Linked DNA regions of Sus scrofa: all the other regions are linked to region 3. The links are chromatin contacts, called in public Hi-C and promoter capture Hi-C maps. All regions are on one chromosome and are shown on one strand. The core of a region is the stretch at or near the end of the contact, and the rest is flanking DNA. Distances in the headings are between cores, read along the strand shown.

Region 1 (3,807 bases), core at 567-3,066, 400 kb after region 3:
CTTAAATACCACTAGCTGGCACACATGATTGACAACCTTACACTCTCAAACCTGTTTGAAATGGGTCAAATACCTAAGTGCTGCAGAACAATGCAATCCAACCAGCAATTCCTCAAGAAAGAGAAAGGGGGTGTGATTAGGTTCCAGCTATTAAGCAACTTATTGCAAAAACAGTTTGGTGGTTTGTTTCTGTAACAGGCGCAGGCTAAGCTAATATTTTATCTCTTAATTAGCTTAAACAAACAAACAAACAAAACCCAGGCTGCAAAAAGATAAGATAAATACCCAAAGCATGAAGCGACTGGGGCAAACACTGGGATTTTTTTACGGAGGTCTTTATACTGACCCTCCGCTTTGGTTATTGATAATTAACCCCGCCGGGGAACCAACGAAAGGAATCTGTGTGAGGCTTATCGAGCCACGGGAAAGGAGAGGCAGGAGGGAATATAAGCTTCTAATAAAAGAAACGCAGCAACAATAGCAGAGGAACAGCTCTGCCTGGTGACGTAATGGCTGGCAGCAGTCCAGCTTCAGCAGAGCTGCTGCTACCTCAGCATCCAACCTCTCTCAACACAGTCCAGCTTCGGCAGAGCTACCGGGGCTGCTACTTCTTGCGATGCCACTTTGTTGGTACCACCGATACCTTCCCTTACAGGGCCAGGACGCCGAACAAAGGCTGGTCCTGCTCTCTTAAGTTGTCGGAACACACTCTCACTCACTCATCCCCCTCCAAGCCCTTCAGTCGCCGAGCCGATCGGCGGCTCAAGTTTAGGGCGAGAAGCCTGGCACACAATCCGGGCGTACCTCAGTCTCCCCGGGCGACTCTCGGTCCGCACCTCCCTACCCCAGCCCCCACCGGTCCCTAGCCCAAGTTGAAAGCTGCGGCCCCGTTCTCCCGCCCGGCCCAGCGTGCCGGTCCTCCCGCCTTACCTCCGCCAGGTAGAGGTTGAGGAGACAGAGCGTGGAGAACTGGAGACAGGAGGGGAAGCAGTAGAGCAGCCAGTGGGGGAAGAAGTGCAGGTGAGCGGGCGGCCGGAGCAGGGGCAGGGAGCCGCTGAGCGAGAAGGCGGCGGAGAAAAGGGTGGTCCTGAGCGCTGCCCACAGGAGACAGAGAAAGAGGCAGAGGCTCTGGTAACTCAGGCGCCGCTCGCGATACAGGAGCAGCCGCCACAGCTGCAGGTAGGCAAAGGCGAAGAGAGCGGCGTAGAGCAGGGCGTGCAGGATGCTCAGCGCCAACTGTACCGAGCCCGGCACCGCGGCGCCTGAGGCAGCAGCGACGGCGCCTCCGCCTCCGCCGCTCCCGCCGGGCGTCGAGGGCTCGCGGCTGGCCGCCGGACCCGGCACGGACACCCTCATGAGGGGGTTGTGGGGCGGGCGAGGGAGCGCGGGAAGGAAGGGGCCGGACTCGGAGCCGCCGTCGAGGGGAAGAAGGATGACTCCCTGACCCCCCACCCACCCCAACCTCCAACCCCAGGAAGCGCCGTGACAGGACCTGGAGCCCCGCGGAGAGCAGCCGCGGCTCCCCGGACCCCGCCTCCTCTCCCCGCCCCACCCCCCCGGGGGTCTCTGCTCCTCCTGCAGCGGCTCCGCTCGGTAGCTGCAAAAAACAACTCTCGGCTGGAGACAATCAGCTGAGAAACCCGAGCATTTGAGGCGCTCGCTCCGCACCGTGGGCTCGCGCGGATTGGCCCAGGTGGGCACGCCCCCTGCGCGCCGCACTCGGAAGACTACAGGCGGCAGGACCCGTCGCTCCAGGGTCTCACGATCTGATTGGACGCTTCCTTTCTCCGCTTTCTCCCTCCTCTTCACTTCCCACCCACACTGTCGATTGGCCCAGCAACTGCGCTGCCCGCTCGCGCCGGCGGGCGGACTAGGTTGTGGCCTGTCACTGGGGCTTCTCTCACTCCTCCCCCTGCGCTTCCCTTTGGCTGGAGAGGCCTCACGTAAGGCCCACGAGGAGAGGGAGGAGCTTCGCGGCTTGTTTTTTCCCTGCCGGCTGATACAGCCGAGCTGTGGTGGCTGCAGGCGTGGAGGGCGGGAGCGCTGCAAACTCGCAGGTGTGGGGAGCGGTTCGGTGCAGCGAAGCAAGCGGGGCATGACCCCGCCTTCTGCTTCTTCTCTTTCAAGTGGCGGGAACTGTCGGCCAGCCGTCCGGGTCCCAGCCCGCAGGTCTTGTCCTCCGGTCTCCGAGTAGGTAGGTGGCAGCGCCGCTCCTACAGGCGACGGGCTGTGGTTTCTGCCTGCAGAGATTCAGCCCTGGTGGCTCTTCCCCGGCAGGGGCCGCACCGGCTAACTCTGGAGTTTGGCTTAAAAGGGGCCTCACCTAGATCCTTCTTTAGAGACGTTTTTGTTTCTTCTCCCCCCCGCCCCCCGGGGGCGTGAGCGGCAGTTAAAACGTGAGCCCTTCGTGGGGAGGGGGCAAGGGATGAGGCGAAGGCTGAACAGAAGCGCTAAAAGACCCTTTCATCCCTCGGGAAATGTCCCAGAAAAAAGAGTGATACTAGGATGAGATGGATATGGACGCGATCTCCGAGTAGGGGAAGGTGGGTCTTTGAAACTTCGAATTTGAAAAGATGCTGTAGGCATAAGTTCAGTCAACCAGGCAGAAACAGAATTATAAGCCTTTGATGAATGTCTGGAGAGGAAAAAGAATAGTCTGTGCTTCTTAAATTCCCCATGTATTCCTTCAAGCCTTGGTCTGGTATGGGGTGGATGGCTGCGCTATTTTTAGGGCTCAGAGAGATACAAAACAAATGCTGTATGTCACATGCTGCTGAAAATTAGTGAAAATAAATAGATCTAAATAGATCTTCCACGTATATTGAACTAATATTTATTGACTTTTTTTGGGAAGGTGTTTGGTAAGGAAAAGAGCAAAGTAGTGCAAAGCGATGAGAGAATAATTTGTGTTCCCCTTAGAATGGGTGGCACATCCAAATTAAGTATCCCCGTGAAAGACTGTTAGATTTGCTGGTGCAGCCAAGACTCAGCCTTTCCTAACTCACTATTCTAAGGAGAGTGTTGGTACCTTCTTTCCTAGCTACCTGATCCACGGGGGACTTAAAAGTTTCTCGTGTTCCAGGTTCTGGGACAGAAGTTCACTCAGGCACCAGATGCTGCTCTGTTCTGGGTTCTGTGTAGGTGTGCTGACAAACTGTGATATACATTTAGGCGCTATTATCTGAAATCCCTCTGATAAACATTCAGCTGAGCAGGTTGTGTGGTGCAGGCTAAGGGTACAGCTTGGCTGTAAGAGGTTAACAGGCCTAATCCAACATCAAGGCTGTAAAGAAGGATCTCAGATTTATTGGAATTTAAGACATTTGCCTCATGGATTCTTAGAGAATGTGGTTAGAGCAGTACATAGTTCAGTTTGAAAGGGGCCGGAGTACCATTGGCCCCAGTGAGTTAACTGATTGCAGTTATGTACTTTAGCGGATATATTGAGCATGAACTGAGAGTTATATTCTTTTAGGCACTTGTCAAAATCAGGAAAGCATCGTATTCTCTGGCATGGTGTATTTTTTTTTAATCTTCCATAATCGGTGAATTAGTTCCTGAGTAGGTTTGCACCATGAAGAGTTTTTTCTTTTTTTCCTATATTCTCTACTCAAAGGGAGAGTAAACGACATCTGGATGGTACCTATACTAGGTACTAGTTTCAGATCTTTGCTAAAAAACCTTTGAAACTTTTTATTCCTGAGTCATAGCAAATCCAGATAGTTGCTTTTTTTCTCCTTTTGTGGGGGGCATTGTATGGGGGTGCAAATAGAAGATTTTGCCACAATCACCCTGAGAGAACTCAAA
Region 2 (3,777 bases), core at 1,046-3,545, 280 kb after region 3:
GAGTTCCCATTGTGGCTCAGTGGTAACGAACCCAACTAGTATCCATAAGGACGCAGGTTTGATCCCTGGCCTTGCTCAGTGGGTTAAGGATCCAGCGTTGCCATGAGCTGTAGTGTAGGTAGCAGACACAGCTGGGATCTGGCGTTGCTGTGGCTGTGTGTAGGCCAGTGGCTACAGATCTGATTTGACCCCTAACCTGGGAACCTCCATATGCCATGGGTGTGGCTCTAAAAAAAGACCAAAAAAAAAAAAAAAGAAAGAGAGAAACAATCTGAGGTATTTTTTCAGTTCTAAAATTCTTTGATTTCTTAGTGTGTAGAACTTAGTGAGGCAATGCAATTCAGTAGAAAGTAGAAACTACCAGGAGTCAAATCCATAGTTCAGGCTTTGCTAACAATTACATATGTCTAAACAAGTTACCTTTGGGAGTTATGAGCATAATGCCTGACTTGCTTACCTTAAGAATTAAATAACTTAGAGGAAAGTGCTTTGTCAGTTATAAAGCACTATACAAATAAATTGTTACCTGTCGACGACAACCCACAACATATCTTGGTCCATTTGTAGCTTTAACAATGACTAGAGAAAGAAAATTAAAAAACAAATTGAAAACTACAAAGTAAAAAAAATGAATATACCTACACTGATGGAAGGTTGAGTTTTATCTCTGTTCGCCAAAGGACAATAATTGAAAGAAAATTTAGTCTATGCAAGAATGTTATCTACCTCATTACAGTTATAAAAATAATAAGCATTTCAAAAGATGGTGGTGGGAGGAGAGTCTACTCTTTTTTTCTTTACCAATTAACAATCTAATACACTTACATTTTTCTTCAGTTAATTGCTTAAGTACTTCACCCACAATCTAAAAAGAAAAAAAAAAAAGCATTACTTTTTGCCAAGAACTAAAAAAGCAAAGCAAATTACCATCACCCTCTCATCCCAAGCTCCATTACCTACCTGTCCGACACTTTGTAGGGCCTTCAGATCATTTTCAGACTTTTCATACTGCTTGGTAAGTTCTTTTAATTGTTCCCTTACTGAAATAATATAATTTGAATATTTTAAATTAAATAATCCTAGCCAGTGTGTTTGTCACTAGGTCTCACTTTACTTAAATTCAAGTCTATTTCACTTTACATATATTTCATATCCACTCTATCGAACCACACACACACACACACACACGCACAATACCGTTTGCAGATGACATGTTTAAAAACGAAATGTTGCAGAGAAATTACCACATTTTTCTTTTCTTGGTCGTAAATACTTACTTTGAGCACATTTTAGGTTACACTTTTAACAGATATTGACATTCTGACACTTTCAATTTGAGATCACAAATTCGAATGATAAAAGAGTTAGAGCCTTCCTCACTTCTCCACTTACCCACACGGATTGTTACTCTCTGGTTTTCTAACCCATATGAAGTCCACAGGTGCGGCGCTCCACAAAATTATATGGTTATGGTCTTCCCCCATTTAATTAAATCACTCAGGCTTTTCACTGACGGTACACTAAGAAAAAATCCTAACAATCTTTTCAGTTCAGGAAGAAAGGGAACTTTGTGTACCATGTAGAGTACTACTCAAAACACGACGAAAGAAGAGGAGGGCTATTATTGACCGATGGATCCCTTCTCTCTAAAGCTCTGTGTTGGGCTTTCCACTCCGCTAACGAGCCAACTTCCCGAGTTTCATCTCTTGCTTTGGTTTGCTTAACTCTTTTCCCCGCTCCGGGTCCCAGGACTCCAACAACACTGCACTCCTTACCTCAAACTGGGAAACATCCCTGACCCACTTCTTCCCCACTCCTCCTCTGGTCATCTACACTTCCATCTCAGAACTGGGGGTGTTCTCTCTGTCACCTGGACCAGTCTGGGCCATTTCTACGCCCGAAGAGGCTCCGCTTTTCAAGCACAGGGAGGGATGACAAAGCGCCTTGTCCCCAGACCGAGGCCTTCTCATTCCCGGTGCTCGGCTGCCGAGCTCGGCCAAAGGCCTCTGCTTTGTCATAGACAGAAGCGAGTTCAGACACGAGATTATATGGAAAGAAAGGTGCACTCACACTCCTTGAGACGGCCATCGATCTCCTTGTGCTCCAGCAGCTTCTTGCGGTAGTCCTGAAGCGCCTTATCTCTAGGGTCCGCCATGATGAGAAGCCGTCGCTCATAGGGGATGTCGGGAATGGCCATGGCCGCCTGGGCGGGGGAAGGGGCGGGGCGAGGGAGAACAGCCTCCCTGGAAGGGCGGGTTTGCGGGCGACCCCGCCCCTTCCGGTTGGCCCGCCTCTGCACTCCTCTTCCGGAACTTCTATGCCTCCTTCACTAGGGCTCCGCAGTGAGTTAAAGGAGGCCTCCGGCCACACTGTCCCCTGCTGGTCCGCTTGGGTAAAGCAAGGCCCTGATCTGGTGTATCTGAGAAGCCTTGATATGCTTGAGTCACTGCCCTCTTGGAACCACAAAAGGCTGTAGTAAACTGAGATGGAAGTGAAATAGAGAATATACATATCTCTCTAATATATATAGCTCTACTGGCTTCTCAGTAAAACAAGGATAGCTTCTTGGTAAAGAACAATAATATCCAGGTGAAGTAAGAGGTAGATGGGCCCCTGGGCTGAGAACAGCTGGGACTTCTTAGGTCAAGCAAATTGGGCCTTGTTTCTTTTTGGCACTTCAAGGAAAAAGTTAATTGCAGGAGCAGAGCTCTACTGGAGTAGAAAGATAAGATGACCACTTTAATCACTCCTGGGGTAAAGAAGACCTCCCCAATTACACATGCACAGTAAGATTCCTAGGGGGTCAGAAAAGGAGGAGGCACCAGGCCATAATAAGTCCTGATACCTGCTTAGCACACTTTGCTTTGGAATCCATCTTTACCAAAAGGTACGCACATATACTGGGAAGGGTCCTGTGTCCAGTCAGGTGTGAGAAATAAATAAGATAATTAGCCAAAGGTAAAGAAAGATCCAGAAGAATTGTGCTATATAAGTGATTTAAATCACCTCTCTGGTGTGCCCCTCACTCAGGGGACGCCTGCACCCGCACTCCTCTTTGGGGTGTGTATTACTTCTCTGCTTCTGACTTAAACTGCTTCTTTGTGTGCTTTCCCATATGTTGTACTGTGACTCTAACAATAAACTTTATACCTATTTTCACAGTCTTTGCCTCCCTGAAATGTTCTTGCTTTCAACAAGGGGCAAAAGTTAGGGCAATTCTACTTTTCACCTCTAGCTAGTCTAGTGGCTAGGATTCCTGGTTTTTTATCCAGGCTGCCCAGGTTCAATTCCTGAGCAGAAAAATAAGATCTCTCTCCAAGCCAACACTCATTGCTGTCTCTCCAAAATCACAGGATTTCAGGATACAGAAGGAGTAGGGTATTCATTTATTTACTCAGTGAATGAGGCATTACTAAGGGTTTGATCTGGTGAGGAGATAAAAAATAATAATTTCAAAGTGTAATAAATACTGTATTATAATGAAAAGAAACCATGGTGGAGGAAAATGAGAGAAAGATAGAACTACTTTAGGACAGATATCTGCAAGAAGGGGCCAGCCAAGCAACAAACTGTAGAAAAAAACCTTTCAAACAGAAGAAACAGCAGCTACAAAGACCTTAAAGTGAAAAAGAGATTTACTCATTTCTTGGAACAGGAAGGAGACCAACAAAACCAGAAAGGGGCGGGTCGTAGAAATGAGGGGCTCAAGAGGCTGAAGTAAGCTAAGAAACTTGAAGTTAGATAGAACTGTTTTTAAGATTCCTGTGCTGGAGTTCC
Region 3 (3,960 bases), core at 1,120-3,619:
TTGAAGTAGTGATTTCGTTGTTATCTCAGAGGCTTTCTTTAGGTCTGTGTCTCCTCAGCAAATCATCCTTGTTGCTCAGTTTGGCAATCCTTTTCTTGACGTTTCCAGTGAAGGCCCACTTCTATCAAAAGAAAAGTAGCCCCTGCAATCTTCTTTCCCATTCTTAGTTCGCATTCCATGCCCCTTGATTTCTACCTCCTTAGTAGCTTTACCAGTTTTGGCAGTCCCTGAGACAAAGAGAGAATTCTGCTCACCTGGTTATTTGACAGGAATAATTCATTACATTTCATCTTGCTGGCCTTGAATGGCATTTTTAAATGCATTTTAAACTAACCCTTACCCATTCACATTCATACAAACCTTCCCTTATTTTCTCCTAACCCCAAGCTCTCTTTCCCTTATTTTCTCCTAACCCCAAACTCAGTGGTTATATTTTGTATTAACCGTTTAAGAATGTAAAGCACAATTTAAGTAGACTCAGAGAAGAAGCTGAAGTCAACCTGCGGATTACTAAACCCGAGGGCTGCATTTGACGGCAGATCTGCGAGGTATCATTTGGTCTAAACCTAAGCCCAGTGCTTGGGACCTTATTTGGATATTGCTGCTTTCAATGCTTGAGCCGTTCTTCCAAACACTGGAGTTCTCGGCTACTTTTCAGTATGATGTAAGTACCACAAGTATTGCACTGTCTTAGAGGTTCTAGTAGGGGATTTCAGATAAGATTCCACATCTGAACACACTAGGAAACATTAGGTGGAAGTAACATTTAAGAAATGCATTTGAAGGTCTCACTTGACAATCTAGGAAAAAAAATCCCCAGTTTCAGAGATTCAAGTCTGACTCCTCTTTAATCTTCAAAGCAAGAAACAGCTTGAAATACTCAAAAAGAAGGCTAAAGAGACCAGCTGCATCCTTCTCAATCTATTGCTCCAATGGTTCTTTCGAAGGTCCTTGGCTTCCTGTGCTTTATACGGCTCAGACACAAACTGCTGATTTTCTAAACTAGTAAAGTCTCTTATAAAGCAATAATTAAGCTGTTTCAAATGCTAAGAAATGGGGCTGTTATATGCAATGTTATCCCACCCCCTGCTCCCTCTCCTTTAGGAAACACTCAGAGAAGTGGGCAGCAGTCAGAGAAGTCGGCGAGGTGGTGGGAGATTGTTCAGAAAGTAACTCACTGAAGAGTGAGGCAAGAACCAGAATGTGGAAACTGAGTAGTAAAATGGTTTCTTAGACGACAGTTGACTTCGACAAATTTGTCGGAAGGAAAGGATGTGCATATTTTTGGTTCTGAAAGGCATGTTTGAGAAACCATAGTTATTCGGAGCTTATGGGAGCACTTGCAAAGGTCTTAAGGTACAATTCTTATCTTCATTCCCGGCTCCATTTTAAATCTCGAACCCTTGCTTCCTGTCCTTTTTTTCCTCCTTGTTTTGTGCCATGTATGCTATCTCAAAGTTTATGTATCCTTATACATTGCCACACATCCCTGCGGGGATAAAGTGTAGAAATAAATATGTAGATTTACAAGTCAGGACTTCCCCGGTACTGAAATATCTCCATGGGGCAGAACTAGTGTGTCCTGGACATCTGTGTTAATTTGATACCAGCATGTTTTCCATTTTCTTTGTGCAGTGCAAAGAATCTGAAGTCCCTGCTATCCAAGAACTTATAATTTACTGGGGGATTTTAAAAAACACATAAGGAAACCCCCAAAAGTCCTGTCCAGGTGTCCAATAGCTACTCTATCAGTTGTGTCTATCGTTTTGAATGTAATGGCATGTCCATGGAAATTGATATGCTGAATGTAATTCAAGGCAGTAACAGACAAGTCTTGAATGCAAAGCCTGAATGAAAATGAAGAAGAGGGAAAAACAAAACAACAACAAAAAAAAACTCTTATTATCTCAACACCAGAGAGCTTCTTAATATTTTGGTGTATTTCCTTTCAGTCTTTTTTCTCTGCTCTGAATATTTAAGACAAAATATGCTCGTGATTTTACAACTACATGTACATATTTTTTAACCCTAACAAGTTTTTCTCTACTTTATTAAAAAACATTTTCCTCGATATTTTCAACACCGCAATTTACATAGACGTTCCCTCCTCTCTGGTTGTCCATACTGCTTCCAAGTGAATGATTTGGAACATCCATGAGTAGAAATAGAGATTAGAGACTACAGACTCGAGGCATCAATTTCTCCATGATGAGTAGCTGAAAATACTGTAGTGTTTTACCCTATTTTTGGTGCCAAACCTCTGGCATCTGACTAAATTTCGCTGCTTCTCTTTCATTCTTTTATGGGTTCCACCCCTTTCTTGAGGCCTCTAACCTCGTTTCCCAATTGTGTTGCTGAACACATCGTTGTTTGCGGGGAGGGGGAGGTCCTCTTCGAAGAGACTGACACAGGTTCAAGAAGACTTTGAGACTTTTAAAAACTGGGGTCTTTTATGGAATCTGGGACATTTTATCCGAGTCTCCCTGACTTAAATTTGTTGAGCCATGCTTTTGCCAGCGAGGCACTTTCCCCCGCTAGCTGCTTCTGACTGGCTCCCTCTCCCCAGAGTGTGGCAGTAAAAGGGGGAAGTGGAAGAAAATTGGGAGCAGGAGGACCGTTCTCCATCACTGGTCAGCGTCAACAGGTAAAGCTCTTTATTTCTTCCAGTACCTGCTGGCCCCGGTCCGGAGCTATTAAAATTCCTTCAAGGTGTGGCTGAGGGTGGGGTAGAGGATGTATATCGATCTAAACGCCTTAGTAGACTGTTAGTTCTAAATTGCATATTTAAAAACATACAAATACGTACAGAGTTGAAGAGGCTGCAGAAACAGTTTTCGAATAAAACTCACTTCCCTGATTTGCACTCCCCCCCCATACGAGCATCGTAGAACCTATGTGACTCACTTCTGGTTGGAGCTTCCTAATGGGTTAAGAGCGCAAGCAAACTCTTAGGAGTCCAGTAGGAGTTGCTGGTTGTGCCGGACATTGCTTGCAAAGCAATTTTTGTGGTTCAACTCCCTTTGGGTTTTTTCATTCTTTTGTCGGATGTTCACGGAGCTGGCTTGGGCATTTACTTTTTAAAAGTTTTTATGTCCCCAACCCCCAGTTCCAGCTCCCGGAGAGCGGCACCTCTCATCGCCCCGAGACTTTTGGGCTCGCTCCAGACGTGGGGAGGGGGCGGGGGACTTTGTTCCCTGAAAACGACCTTGTCCTGGGAATTTCCTGTAACCATTTCTCACGGACCGGCCCCCTCATCCAGCTGGAAGCCAAGACACCCGCCGCCGCGGGCGCTCGCCGAGCCTGAGACCCGAGCGCTGCAAGGAGCGCCCAGCGCCCACCCGCGCTGGGTAGGAGGCTTCTGCGTTCCCCGAGCTCCCCCTCCTCAGGTCCCGCCGGCGAGAGCCCGGATGTTGGACTCAATCCCTACGCCGGGTCCTTCATTTCCATAAAAGGGCAGCGGATCGGCGGGGCCGAGATTGCTGCCACCGCGGGCGCCCCCCGCCTCCCCCGCACAGCTCGCTCCCCCGCCGTGCGCCGCCCCGCCCCCCACCCGGGAGTCCAAGCGGCTCTGGCCCCCAGCGGGGCCGCTGGGGACTGTGGGGGAGGGGCGAGGCGGCTGGACCCGCTGCGGGCAGCTCCGCGGGGCGGGGAGGAGGGAGCTGGCGCGCCCGGCCTGAGCTGGACTGGGATTGAGGGGGCGGGGAGAGAGGGGTGGAGCACGGAGGGAGAGGCGAGGGGCCGTGAAGAGCGGACTCCATTAGTCGCTCCGGCCGGGAGGCAGCGCTTGCCTGCTGAGGTGGGGACCCGACGCCGCCGCTCGGCGAGCCGCCGCCCCCGCGCCTGTTGCAGCGCGAGCCCGGGCTTGGGAGCGCGAGGAGCTGGAGGAACGCGCGGTGAGGGGCCGGGCCGGCGGGGACTGAGGAGGAGGGCGGGTGGGGGAGCGGACTGTGCAGTCCGCGG

The links. Promoter capture Hi-C pulls out the DNA fragments that hold promoters and counts their contacts. A called contact is a pair of places that touch in the nucleus more often than the background predicts.
Region 1: a Hi-C map of fetal skeletal muscle shows a contact between it and region 3, with 2.1 times the contacts expected there. The contact joins the promoter of TXNDC16 here to the promoter of FERMT2 in region 3. A contact is called at or near these places in 2 of 47 Hi-C or Micro-C datasets (fetal skeletal muscle and heart right ventricle) and 1 of 2 datasets of contacts at active chromatin or transcription factors (skeletal muscle).
Region 2: a contact with region 3 is called in a promoter capture Hi-C map of liver, with 3 times the contacts expected there. The contact joins the promoter of PSMC6 here to the promoter of FERMT2 in region 3. A contact is called at or near these places in 2 of 5 promoter capture datasets (fetal liver and liver), 5 of 47 Hi-C or Micro-C datasets (heart right ventricle, liver and skeletal muscle) and 1 of 2 datasets of contacts at active chromatin or transcription factors (skeletal muscle).

What each region holds. Positions count from the first base shown.
Region 1 is chr1:182,201,057-182,204,863 of Sscrofa11.1, reverse strand. TXNDC16 (thioredoxin domain-containing protein 16) reads left to right here and starts at 1,816. Exons shown (of 21, transcript XM_021102004.1): 1 at 1,816-2,194. GPR137C (integral membrane protein GPR137C) reads right to left here and starts at 1,679. Exons shown (of 7, transcript XM_005659957.3): 1 at 931-1,679. The coding sequence starts at 1,356.
Region 2 is chr1:182,327,588-182,331,364 of Sscrofa11.1, reverse strand. PSMC6 (26S protease regulatory subunit 10B) reads right to left here and starts at 2,295. Exons shown (of 14, transcript XM_001928747.5): 1 at 2,071-2,295; 2 at 961-1,040; 3 at 826-865; 4 at 527-579. The coding sequence starts at 2,197.
Region 3 is chr1:182,605,299-182,609,258 of Sscrofa11.1, reverse strand. FERMT2 (fermitin family homolog 2) reads left to right here and starts at 2,369. Exons shown (of 18, transcript XM_021102113.1): 1 at 2,369-2,644.